4 separate regions of the Mus musculus genome follow, and all the other regions are linked to region 1. The links are chromatin contacts, called in public Hi-C, HiCAR-type and HiChIP or PLAC-seq maps. All regions are on one chromosome and are shown on one strand. Each heading gives the region's core, a stretch centred on a gene start, on an enhancer-like site or on the middle of the called end of the contact. The rest is flanking DNA. Distances are from core to core; before and after follow the strand shown.

Region 1 (2,700 bases), core at 146-2,645:
TTTGCCTTGGAGACTTGTTTGTTAATGCAGACGAGGAATTTTGTGATTGACTGGAAAGGCTAGAGGGTTCCACAAAAACCAAATTCAACCTAAGAGCAGACTTGGAAAGATGACTAGTTTCCACAGGTGAGCAGACAGAACTCTCCAGGCCTTCCAGTTCATTCGCCTAACACCCTTTAAGCATGCTAGCTAATGGATTTGTCACAATTGTAGCAGAGTAACTCTGGAACCATACTGCCGTATATTTTCTTCCAGGTAGACAATCTCAGACTGAGGGTAGTAACTGCCATCATGAAGAAAGAAGAAAATGGAAGAGAAAGTGAGACAGGCGGGAAAGTTGGGCATCTGTCACCAAGATTCTGCTTATCGATAAAAGAGATGGAGGTCGAAAGAATTCAAGGAACTTACAAATCCTTCCGCTTGTTCCTTTCCTGCTCATGTCAGATGAAAACATTTAGTGTGGTACGTGTGTAAAACAGGCTTGGAGTCACTTTCAGGACTCGCCACTTTGCTCTTTTCTCCTATCTCTTAGAGCACACATATAATAAATAACTCAAGTCCCCTCTAGATTTACTGCAAGTCCTGACTTGCTGTGTTCCTAGGCAGATTACCTGTTTGGTCCACGTTTGCCAAGGGCAACCCCTGTGCACAGAGGACAATAAGGAACTCCCGTGCTAAGAGAGTGCAGCTCCGGGAGCCCAACACTTCAGACCCAGGCCTTGGCCACCCGCGGCCTCCCGTCCAGCGTGCCCCGCACCCGGAGCCCCTGATGGTGCCCCGTATTCACCTGTAGCGCCCGCAGCCAACGCGGCGGCCTTCACTACACGCCTCATGTCCAGAAGCTACAGGCTTGCACAGCGACCTAGGGCAGAGACAACTGGGAGAGTGGGCAGGGGGCGGGGACTGAGGCCCGGGGCGTGTCAAAGCTGAAGTGGGCGTGGAAACGGGGCAGGGACGGGGCGCGAGTCCGGGGTGCCCAATACCCTTCAGGGAGCTAGACCGCTGAAGAGAGCTGGGCGAGCAAGGGGCGGGGCGTGAGACCTGGGGCGGGGTCACGAGACGCGGAGCTTGACTGACGGCGGGACGAGCGGGGGAGTGGCGGGTGCGGCGTGAAGCGACCTTCTTTTTCGTTACATTAAAATACTTATTGTATCGAATGCAAAAGCAGAAAGCAATCACGCGACACCACTGTGGTCTTAGAAATACAAAACATTTGGAGAAAGTGCCAAGGCGCTTGAGATGACCAATGGCTCTTTTCGGTGGTCTGCCCCACCCCTACGCATGCCCAATAGAAGTGTTTGCGGCTATAGGCCGGAACCTGTGTGTGGCGGAACTTTAGGCTCTGAGCTTCAGGTTGCATAAGGCGTGTGTTTGGCGTACTGCTTCCGGCCGGCCGGCCGGCTCGCAGCACTCGCGTGGTGCCGTAGTGTGTAGCTATGGCGCCTCGCGTGTTTCGTCGACAGACTCTGGAACGGTGTCTGAGGGAAATCAGGAAAGCCACCAACCGACCGGAGTGTTTCCTCACGTAAGTACAGATCCAGGTCTGGGAGAGAGCAGCGCGCATCTCACCGGTGCTGGGCGGGCCAGCATATGGCAACTTCTGAAAGCCAGGAAGGGAAAGTACAGGTCGCTTAGCCCCAACTTCAGACAGTTTTTGCTCCGTTGGCCTGTCAAAATGCTAAAAGTAAAAGCGGCTCGGTGCAGATTTCCTAGTTGTGGGCTATTGCACTAAGCCCAGTTATTCGCGTCCAGAGAGGCTCATTGAGGGCGGAATATGCTTTCTGAATTTGTCCCCAAAATACACACTGAAAGTACGTACTTGTTGCTTGTCAATGCATTTTCATGACTTGTGGTGGAGACCCACAGCCAGACAGTAGACGAAGCTCGGAGAAGCCCGCAGAAGAGGGAGGAGGGGTGACTGTAGGAGCCATAGGGGTCCCAGGACACCACAAGAACATGGCCCACAGAATCCACTAACCAGGGCTCAGGGAGGGGCCCACAGAGACTTTACTGGCTATCAAGGAGCCTGCGCTGGTTAGCGCTGGGTCCTCTGCATATATATTGTGATTGTTAAGCTTGGGATTTTTGTGGAACTTGTAGCAGTGGCAGTAGGCTCTTGGAGCTCTTGTACCCCTGCCGGATTGCCTTGAAATGAGGGGTTGTGTTTGGTTGATATCTCTGGAAGCCTACTTTTTCTGAAGAGAAACGGAGGAGTACTGTGGATCTGGAGGAGGTGAGGAGGGAGAAGAGGCTGCAATTGGGATGCTTTGTAGGAAAGAAAAATAAATTTAAAAAAAATAGGAGAGACTTCTTTCTTCCCAGCACTTTGATTAAGTTCTGTAAAATTATGACTCTGACTTATTATTTTTTAAATATTTTTTATTATTACGTATTTTCCTCAGTTACATTTAGAATGCTATCCCAAAAGTCCCCCATACCCTCCCCACTACTTCCCTACCCACCCATTCCCCATTTTTTGGCCCTGGCATTCCCCTGTACTGGGGCATATAAAGTTTGCGTATGACTCTGACTTATAATGAAAATCTTAGCAACAGTATCACAGACTCATTGTGTCCAAAATAGAGCTCCTTACCCCCTCCTGTACTCTTCTCTCCCCTGAAGTCATTTCCCTGTTTCCATTACGTTTACGGCCCCACGAAAAGGCAGTTCTATCATTTCATTTATTTAGATTCAGCTAGT
Region 2 (2,700 bases), core at 32-2,531, 340 kb before region 1:
CTTCTTGTCAGCTCTGTGGACAGGGAAGTGCTGAGGTCTTATGGAGCTGTACCCGGTATCACACATCTCTGCCATGCTACCAGGGTGGGACAATAAATCCTGCGTGTAAGGAGTGGGCAGAGGCTGCCAGCACGCCAGCCAAGTCCGTTATATCTCCTGAGCACCAAACCTTCCCACTTCTGCCTGGGTGCCCCAGGGTATGGTTGTGGGGCTGGAGCACAGAGCCAAATGAGTAGAACTTTGTGTAGCTGGGAGGCCCCAGGTGCACTGCTTTGTCTGACTCACCAGCCCTGTGTGACAGCAGGGTCCCGGCCATCAGTCATTTACAGTTCCATGAAACCAACCTCATTATCCCATTTTATGAGAAGGGCCATGTTAAGCAAGGTCAAATGGCTTTCTCCAAATCAGTATCCTGCCTGTGAGGACTTGTGATGTCCTAAAACATGGCTCACTGGCCAGAGGGTGAGGCTGACAGCAGACCACAGGACAACAGAAACTCATCAGGAAAAATTGTGGTGCACACCAGGAAGGGAAGGTGTGGCCTCAAAAGCTAAAGGAACAGGAGGAGACTGCCTGTGAGTAGAAGGGATCAGCATGCCAAAGAGAACCTTCTAGGCTAAGGCAAGAGCAGGCACAAAGGTCCTGGGGTCACAGAGAGAGAACCAATTCAGAAGGACCAAAGGATGCCCAGTTGACCTGATGCAAGGAATGAGTCAGCAGTTGGAATAAGTCAAAGTGTAAAGTAAACACTGGCCAGATGTGAGAACTCTGGAGCCATTCCAGAGACTGTCATTTCAGGTTACCAGCCGGGGACATGGCCCAACTGCACCACTTCCTCTAGAGAGACAAACAACCGAGAGGAAGAACAGAAAGCTGCTAAGTGGGTGAGCGGCCACTGCAGTGGTCCAAGCAAGCAAGAGATGGTGTAGACCAGGAAGATGATGGGGGTTGAAAGATCTAGTCAAAATTTGCACTGAATGTGAAGTGAGGTTGGGAGGGATGACTGGGGTGTCTACTTACTATGAGGGGTCCCTTGGCAAAGGACTGGCTTCTGGAGTGAGGATTTTGGACCATTAGCTGCAGGAGCCAGGACACCTTCCAGGTACAGCTCAGGAGGACGCCCACGTTAGACGAGAGATTAAGAATGAGCTTTGAGGGGTGCCAACTGAAGCTATGGGCATGGGTGAGTCACTGCGAGGAGGACATGGGGCAAGGGGGTGGAAGGAGGCCCCAGGAACTAGCTTTGCCAGGCATCATGACGAGAAGGGGCTTAGAGAGAGACACAGGCCCATCTGTACCCGGCTGGCAGGAGGCCATCTACAAGGGGCTCCCATGTACTGGGCATCCTGACAAGTCAGCCAGCGGTGACCTTGGAGCCATTTCAAGGAATAGCAGGTGGGAGCCAGCCCATGGGGTGAAGCACGTGGGCAGGGACAGACTGTGAGCCATTCCCCAGTTCTGGCTCCAAGGAGAAAAAGAGGATTGCAAGTGTGCAGAGATATGAGACAGACAGATGGATACAGTGGGAGGGAGAGGGGGGTAGAGAATAGGCCTCAGATCTTGTGAGGACTATGGTACAGAGGGACAGACACCTGTTTCCACAGCCTCAGAAAGGCCACCCATCTGATGTGTCATTCTGGGGGGAGGGGTGTGTTACTCTTTTAAGTCCACATACCAGGGTAGCCACCCAGGTCAATGAAAAGCCAATCCATGAGAAGGAGCCCCTAAGTGTGGAAGGAATCGCTTCCAGGCTGGCTGGGAAGGCTCTAAGGCCTACTGTGCTCTCCTGTTCACACCAGCTTATTCCAGAGCAAGGCTCAGCTCTGTAGCAGCTCCTTCCTCCAAGAAGCCCCCTGAACACAGTGGCCTCAGCTACTAACAGATGGCGCTACCTGTAAATCCAGGCCTGAGACAGGCAGGACTGTCGTGGACAGGGACAAGTCACAGTGATACAGTGTGGTACTTTAGAATACAGTGAGTGACAAGGGTCAGTGGCTGCAGAAGGAGGAGAAGCCTTGGCAGAGGAGAAAAGATCAGGGCCTAGTGCAGGTCAGTCTCCAGCTCTGCCAAGGACACCCTAGTATTAGCCTGTATCCGGGTGGATGACTTCTAAGAAAAAAGGATAATAAATTAAAAATAAAACCTGGACAAACAGGAAGGGGCATTTTCTGTGGCACTGTTTGTGAACGCAAAATCCTGGGAGCTCCCCGGGCACAGCCATCCTACACTGGGGTCTGATGGAGCAGCCTGGAAGGTGACTAGAGCCATGCGGGACCTGAGTGAGTGGCTAGGACCGGTGTTTAGGAGAAAGGCGTGGTGGAGAGAGGAAACCTAAATTCTCTGCCTCTCACTGAAAGAGGGGAGAGAAGCTGACAATGATGGTACATGAAACATTAACCATTGCATAAACCAAGTATGTAAAGAAACATCGAATGACCCCCCCATAAGACCCTATATGAAACTTAAAAAGACTATGCTACTAACTATGTTAAATGTTATATATGGCTGTCTATATGGGGAAGGCTTCTACAGAGAAGGTAAGAGGGAAGCAGCCGGGACTGAACACCTTTATGCATGCCCTGTGTTGTGTGTTTATCTTAGACCCATGCAAGCACTTTGCAGAGTCATAGTCATACTGACAAAAGCTTGGTGTTTATTGAACTAGATTTTGTTTTTTTAAAAAAAGGAAAAATTTATTTA
Region 3 (2,790 bases), core at 57-2,556, 450 kb before region 1:
TCCTGCCATGGGCATAGCTCTCCAGCTGCTCGTCAACAACCCCAGACTTCAGATCTCTCAGACAACTAAGCCTCTGCCTTTCCTCAGCCTGGAGGAACCATGAGGCCCCCATCTTTCTCTTTCTAAAATTGTCAGCTCTGGGGCTACACCATTCTCACTTGCCTGCTCGCCTGTCCTCTAAGCTGCTGCTCCCAAATCTCCTCATGTCTGTATCCAACACGGGGTGATGACAGAGCTCAGGAAACATTTGCTGAGTGGTGATCTGGACAGAATATTCATGGCCAATGCTGTGCGACAGTCCAGCAGGTGGCTGAAGCTGCCTAATTAGTTCCATGGGTCGATTGTGGGTTTTTTTTTCAGAGCTAACCATTTCCATGATCCACTTCCTTTATAGACCGCCGCTGGGGATGTCAGGAGCATAGGAGGGGCGCTCAGTGGCACATCTCGAGGAGGACCTTAATCTTGAGACTGCCTTAGTTTATCCAGAGCCTGTTAGTTTCTTCTGCAGGTTCATAGCAGCATTTACTACCAGTGCTCTCAGCTCTGAATACATCCAGTAACCAAGCCAACACCAATTACATAGCCACATCCTTCAGAAGAGCCTGTCAGTAACCAGGGAAACCCTGATTTAGCTTCATGACTCTGAATAGTAAATTAGAAAAGGACACAGCCTCAGGCTGGGGCAGTTAGACAGGTCTGGCTCTGAAAGTAAAGGGAGGCTTGACTGACGTGCACAGTGCTCCGGAGGTCTTGCTAGCCTTTGTTTCATGGTGGATTTTAGAAGTGCTAAAGTTTTTCTGGTTTTGCTTTTTGTTGTTTTTTAATGGTTTAGTATACCAACCACTGGTCAGGAGCAGTCTTGGCTTCTTTTGGCCTCATGAGAAATTTAGAGCTTGATTTCCACTGGTACCTTGTTATAATGATACCTACTTTGTTTTCTCCCCTGAGAATATGATTCTATTTTACTTTATCATCAAGTGAATTTGCCTTGTTGTGAACAAATAGATTTCACGGCAAAAGGGATGACTCAAAAGTTGATTCCAAGCTCAAAAGTTTCCTTGCAGAGGAAATACCCCCTAACAAAATAAATATAGTAACAACACAGTAACCCAGCAACAGTTCCAGGTAAGTGTTTCTCAGTATGCTGCCCAGATGGGCTATCTCCTGCTCATTGGACTGGTTCGTTCTGACCCATGGAGGGCCCCCATATCCAGCATGCTCCTGGTTCAAAGACAATGCTCTGACTCCCCTACCCCAGAAAAATCTCATGTTCCAACAGGGGGCAGTGTTAGGCAAATTGCTACCAGGAGAGAAGGACAGAAGGTGGGGAGAAGTGTGGTGGGGGAGGGGAAGGGGCGGGGAGCAGAATGTGTGTAGATAAGGGGCGTCTAAGCAGGTGGCCTGTGAATCGCGGGTCCACAGGTGTCTGGGAAAGGCCCGGGGCAAACTTGTGTGGTCTCGGAATTGAAGGGAAGGCCTTGTAGCCACCGCTGGAAAGAAGCGCTGGAGCTGAGGTGCCGGGCGTGTGCAGCTGTGACCTAGCTGAGTCTGGTCTTGGCTTCCTCACCAGGTCCTAGGTCCCCTTGTACTTTTGCGGTGCTTGTCGGGCAGCGCGCTCAGTAGGCCGCCCTCTGGTGGGTTTTCTTCTCTGTGATTCTAGGGCTGGGACACTAAGATCCTTCTGTCTCTAGCCAGCACCAGATGCATAATTAGGAGGCGTGTCTGTGACTGTCAGCCTCCCTCTCACAGCTGCTCCGGGGAGGACAACGGAGGAACTCAGAGGGTAACTCCCTTTCCGCTTTGCAACAGGAACTGGGATAAATCTGTTAGCATTCCAGGGAGCCCACATCACCCTGTGTGGTCCAGCTCACACCTGTTAGCCTGGATTTATCTGGTCTTCCAAGTTTCTGGCTGGTTGCCTGTGGCTTTGGACTTTGCTTAACTCCCGCTGGGACTTCATCCCCATCCGTCCTCTGTCAGCTGAGTGCTCTCCAGAGAGTGTCTACCTGTCGGGATCTATGGGATGTAGTGGGGTGAGAAGCTCCCCATTCAGGGTTTTGGGAGATGCTGCAGGTATAGGGTGATGTTGCCTTTCTCTCTACCTCTCCCAGACACTGCTGTATTCAGGCCTTCTGGAGAGGAGGGTGTTTAACAGGGGCCTTTTATAATTTACTTTCTAATTTTATTTTATGTGTGGGTGTTGTGTTTGTATGCATGTCTGTGCACCACATGCCTGCTTGGTGCTGGAGGAGGCCAGAAGAGGGTGTCAGATTCCCATGGATCTGGAGTTGCTTGCTGATGGTTGTAAGTCACTATGTGGGGGGCTGGGAAACGGACCAAGGACCCAGGAAGAGCATCAAGACAGTAGAACTGTCTCTCTACTCCCTTGAACGAGGCTTTAATGCTTGTTGGAATGTTTATGAGAGAGGTGGAGGTGGAGGAGGAGAGGGAGACCCCTCATTGTGTGGAGTCATGGCTCATTTTTAGACCGCATGAAACTGACATCCAGGCTCTATAACTGACACAGCCCTATATTGCGTCTGTCTCCCTGGGTCCCTCAGTGTGTCAGGGAAGGAGAGGTGTCTACTGCCAGGGCAATGTGCTTGGAGAGTGGACTTGACTTGTCAAGAGTAGAGTGAAACTCACAGTCTCTTCGAACCAGGCTAGACACAGACTCGTGACATCTGGAGGCCTCATCTTGATGGACTAGCGCTCCCACAAAGGCCTACAGGCCTGGAACTCAGCATTTTTACAAAAGAAACTCGAAATAGAAAATTATGTGGCGTTCCC
Region 4 (2,700 bases), core at 114-2,613, 380 kb after region 1:
GCGACTCCCTGCCTACCGAGGCTCAGGGAACTTTGTGAAAGAAGGGGTTGAAGGAATCTAAGAGCTAGCAGATAAGGAGGTATGCTGTGAAGTGCTGTCATCTCTACACAGCATGGCACTGCACCTATGAGCTCTCTGCCATGATAGCTATCTGCACAAGATCAGTCAACTCTGTGTGTGTGTGTGTGTGTGTGTGTATCTTTGTGTATGTGCCTGTGTGTGTGTGTGTGTATCTCTATGTGTGTATGTGTCTGTGTATATATGTATCTGTGTGCCTGTGTACATGTGTGCCTGTGTGTGTCTCTCTCTGTGTGTATGTATCTCTGTGTGTATGTCTGTGTATGTCCATGTATATCTGTGCCTATGTGTATCTGTGTGTGTGTTTCTGTGTGTATCTGTGTCTGTGCATATGACTGTGCATCGTGTGTGTGTGTGTGTGAGCAAGTGTGTGTGTGTGTGTGTATAAAAAGTGAGTGAGAAAGAGAGCACATTCTGTAGGAAGGGAATGCTGGGAGGTACCTTGTAGAAGTGGGAGAGAAGGGAAGAAGACCTGGGAGTGGGTCTGATCAAGACACATTGTTTATATGTACAGATTTTCAAAGGATGAAAGTTTTTTGGTTTTTGGTTTTTTGCTTTTTTTTTTTTTTTTTTTTTGGTTTTTCGAGACAGGGTTTCTCTGTATAGCCCTGGCTGTCCTGGAACTCACTCTGTAGACCAGGCTGGCCTCGAACTCAGAAATCTACCTGCCTCTGCCTCTCAAGTGCTGGGATTAAAGTCATGCGCCACCACTGCCCAGCGAAAGATATTCTTTATAGAGACAGGGAGAGAAGAATTTTTCTCAAATAAGCTACAAAGTGAAAACCCACATTTGTGATTTTCCTCTGACCTTCCCAGGCATGTCCTGCCATGTGCCGTATGTGCCCACGTGCACACAGGCACAGACACAAACACGCACGCACACATTCACACTGAGAACAATAAAAGGGAGGGGGTAGATCCCTCAGCCCTTCCACCATCCGAAGACTCTGAGACAAGCACCAACTACAAAACAGGAAGCCTACAGTAGAATCATCGCTCACCAGTGCCCCAGGCCCCAGCAGTGTGCAGGTTAAATCCCTGCTGTTTATAAGTTAAGTTAAGCTGGGTGGGGTCTGAGATAGTCTGTCGCAGTAGCACCAATTACCCAAGACATGGGTATGTGCTCTTCCTACCCTAGCAGCAGAAGCACACACACACACACACACACACACACACACACACACACACACACAGCCTTCTTCCTTTGCTTCTCCAGCCCTCTCCTCTCAGCAACTCTTTCATCATCCGGCCTCCGCACTCTCTCTGTAGCCAGTTCCCATGTGAGGCAATCGGGCACTGACTGTTTTTCCTGAGCAGACACATACTGACTGACTCAGGGAACAGACCACAGAGCTGGATCTCTGCGGCTGGGCTCGCTCTTCTCCTCTTTGACCATGCACGTGGAGATGAACTCATTGACCATGGGAAACGAGGCACTGGGTAGTCCTTTGATTATTACCTACAGTTGCTCGGGCAGAAGTACCAGAAAAGGCGAGGCTTCGGGACAGGAAGTTGCCACTGTATTCAAATGTTATGGTAAAGCTGGTGTCTGTGAAGATTGTGTGGGCGACTTCTGACTTCCCTCTAAGAAACTGTGAAGGAAAGATAAAGAGGGCAATGACCAAAGCAACAGCAACAGTGAGGAAGGGGAGGAAAGGAGAGAAAAGGAGAAAAGAAAGAAAAGCAAACAGAGGTGACCATAGTAAAATTAGAAACTCATGTTTAAAGATTTATTAATAGATTAAAAGCTGAGGCTGGGGAGAAGGCTTGGTGATAAAGTGCCTGCTCTCTGTGTGAGGATCTTAGTTTAGTTCCTCAGTTCCCACAGAAAAAGCCAGGGCTGGTGGTTGTGTATGTAGCACGGCCTCAGATGTCAGAGTCAGAACCAGATGGAGCCCCTGGGCTTACTGGGAAGTCTGTCCATCTGAAAAAGTGAACTACAGGTAAGTGAGAGAAGCCATCTCAAAAATCAAAGTAAGGAGCTACAGGGAAAGACACCTAACATTGACCTCTGGCCTCCATATGGCGTGCATGGGCCACTATACCATATAGACCAAGAAAGAAGGAAAGGAAGGAGGAAGGGAGGGAAGGAATGAGGGAGGAAAGGAGAAAGGGAGGGAGGGAGGGAGAAAGGAAGAAAAGAAGGACAGAAGAATGGAAGGAAGGAGAGAAGGAAGAAGGCATGCATACATGTACAACTTGGGGGCGTGTAGAATATTTACAAAACACATCCAAATAAAGGGCTGATGTCTACAATATGTAAAGAGGTCTTTAGAATCAATAAGAAGATTGTAGAAAAGCTGAGGACACAGTTGAGTGGTAAAGCACTCACTTGGCATAAATGAAGTCTTGGGTTTGGGCCCAGAACCATAAAAGGGAGTGGAGAAGCAAATACTTCAACGGGGAAAGAAAACATTAAAGGCTTAAGTGGAAACTTCATGAAAGAACATCTCTGAATGGCTAACAAATCTGATAGGGAACTCAACCCCATTTCTTCAAGGAAGAATTTAAACTACAGTGTATCATCGTGAGACCATCTCATCCACAACACTTCATGAAAAGAGAGTCAGGCAAAAGCACATGCTGGCAAGGATCCTGAGAGACTGGGGCATGGCTCGCAAG

What was found. Hi-C and Micro-C count contacts between places; a contact is called where the count stands out from the background. HiCAR-type assays count read pairs that join an accessible place to other places. HiChIP or PLAC-seq counts read pairs in DNA pulled down with a chosen protein or histone mark.
Region 2: a contact with region 1 is called in an H3K4me3 HiChIP or PLAC-seq map of forebrain, with 10 times the contacts expected there. The contact joins the enhancer-like site here to the promoter of Mphosph10 in region 1. A contact is called at or near these places in 11 of 39 promoter capture datasets (the 3T3-L1 cell line, 3T3-L1-derived adipocytes, cranial neural crest and 7 more), 9 of 484 Hi-C or Micro-C datasets (cerebral cortex, cochlea, cortical neurons and 6 more), 17 of 115 datasets of contacts at active chromatin or transcription factors (VIP interneurons, astrocytes, craniofacial prominence and 11 more) and 1 of 9 other capture datasets (adipose tissue).
Region 3: a HiCAR-type map of astrocytes shows a contact between it and region 1, with 3 times the contacts expected there. The contact joins the enhancer-like site here to the promoter of Mphosph10 in region 1. A contact is called at or near these places in 2 of 39 promoter capture datasets (the 3T3-L1 cell line and trophoblast stem cells), 1 of 484 Hi-C or Micro-C datasets (embryonic stem cells) and 3 of 115 datasets of contacts at active chromatin or transcription factors (astrocytes, embryonic stem cells and stem cell-derived neural progenitor cells).
Region 4: a Hi-C map of B cells shows a contact between it and region 1, with 10 read pairs. The contact joins the enhancer-like site here to the promoter of Mphosph10 in region 1. A contact is called at or near these places in 3 of 39 promoter capture datasets (the C10 cell line and pre-B cells), 2 of 484 Hi-C or Micro-C datasets (B cells and CD4 T cells), 3 of 115 datasets of contacts at active chromatin or transcription factors (embryonic stem cells and large pre-B cells) and 1 of 9 other capture datasets (adipose tissue).

What each region holds. Positions count from the first base shown.
Region 1 is chr7:64,390,931-64,393,630 of GRCm38.p6, reverse strand. Mphosph10 (M-phase phosphoprotein 10 (U3 small nucleolar ribonucleoprotein)) reads left to right here and starts at 1,395. Exons shown (of 11, transcript NM_026483.2): 1 at 1,395-1,525. The coding sequence starts at 1,437. Mcee (methylmalonyl CoA epimerase) reads right to left here and starts at 1,009. Exons shown (of 3, transcript NM_028626.2): 1 at 788-1,009. The coding sequence starts at 833.
Region 2 is chr7:64,727,057-64,729,756 of GRCm38.p6, reverse strand. All of the region lies in intron 6 of Apba2 (amyloid beta (A4) precursor protein-binding, family A, member 2), which reads right to left. Among named protein-coding and RNA genes, the nearest start is that of Nsmce3, 140 kb to the left of the region's middle. Within about 2 kb of position 1,281, at least 29 of the 459 cell types and tissues checked have an H3K27ac peak or open chromatin away from gene starts, as enhancers often do. A contact at or near this core is called in cerebral cortex, cortical neurons, forebrain and 2 more, where this site is marked.
Region 3 is chr7:64,838,962-64,841,751 of GRCm38.p6, reverse strand. All of the region lies in intron 3 of Fam189a1 (family with sequence similarity 189, member A1), which reads left to right. Among named protein-coding and RNA genes, the nearest start is that of Nsmce3, 33 kb to the left of the region's middle. Within about 2 kb of position 1,306, at least 123 of the 459 cell types and tissues checked have an H3K27ac peak or open chromatin away from gene starts, as enhancers often do. A contact at or near this core is called in astrocytes, embryonic stem cells, stem cell-derived neural progenitor cells and 1 more, where this site is marked.
Region 4 is chr7:64,010,619-64,013,318 of GRCm38.p6, reverse strand. It overlaps Gm32633 (predicted gene, 32633), which reads right to left. Exons shown (of 6, transcript NR_169109.1): 4 at 1,538-1,670. Among named protein-coding and RNA genes, the nearest start is that of Gm32633, 25 kb to the right of the region's middle. Within about 2 kb of position 1,363, at least 172 of the 459 cell types and tissues checked have an H3K27ac peak or open chromatin away from gene starts, as enhancers often do. A contact at or near this core is called in B cells and adipose tissue, where this site is marked.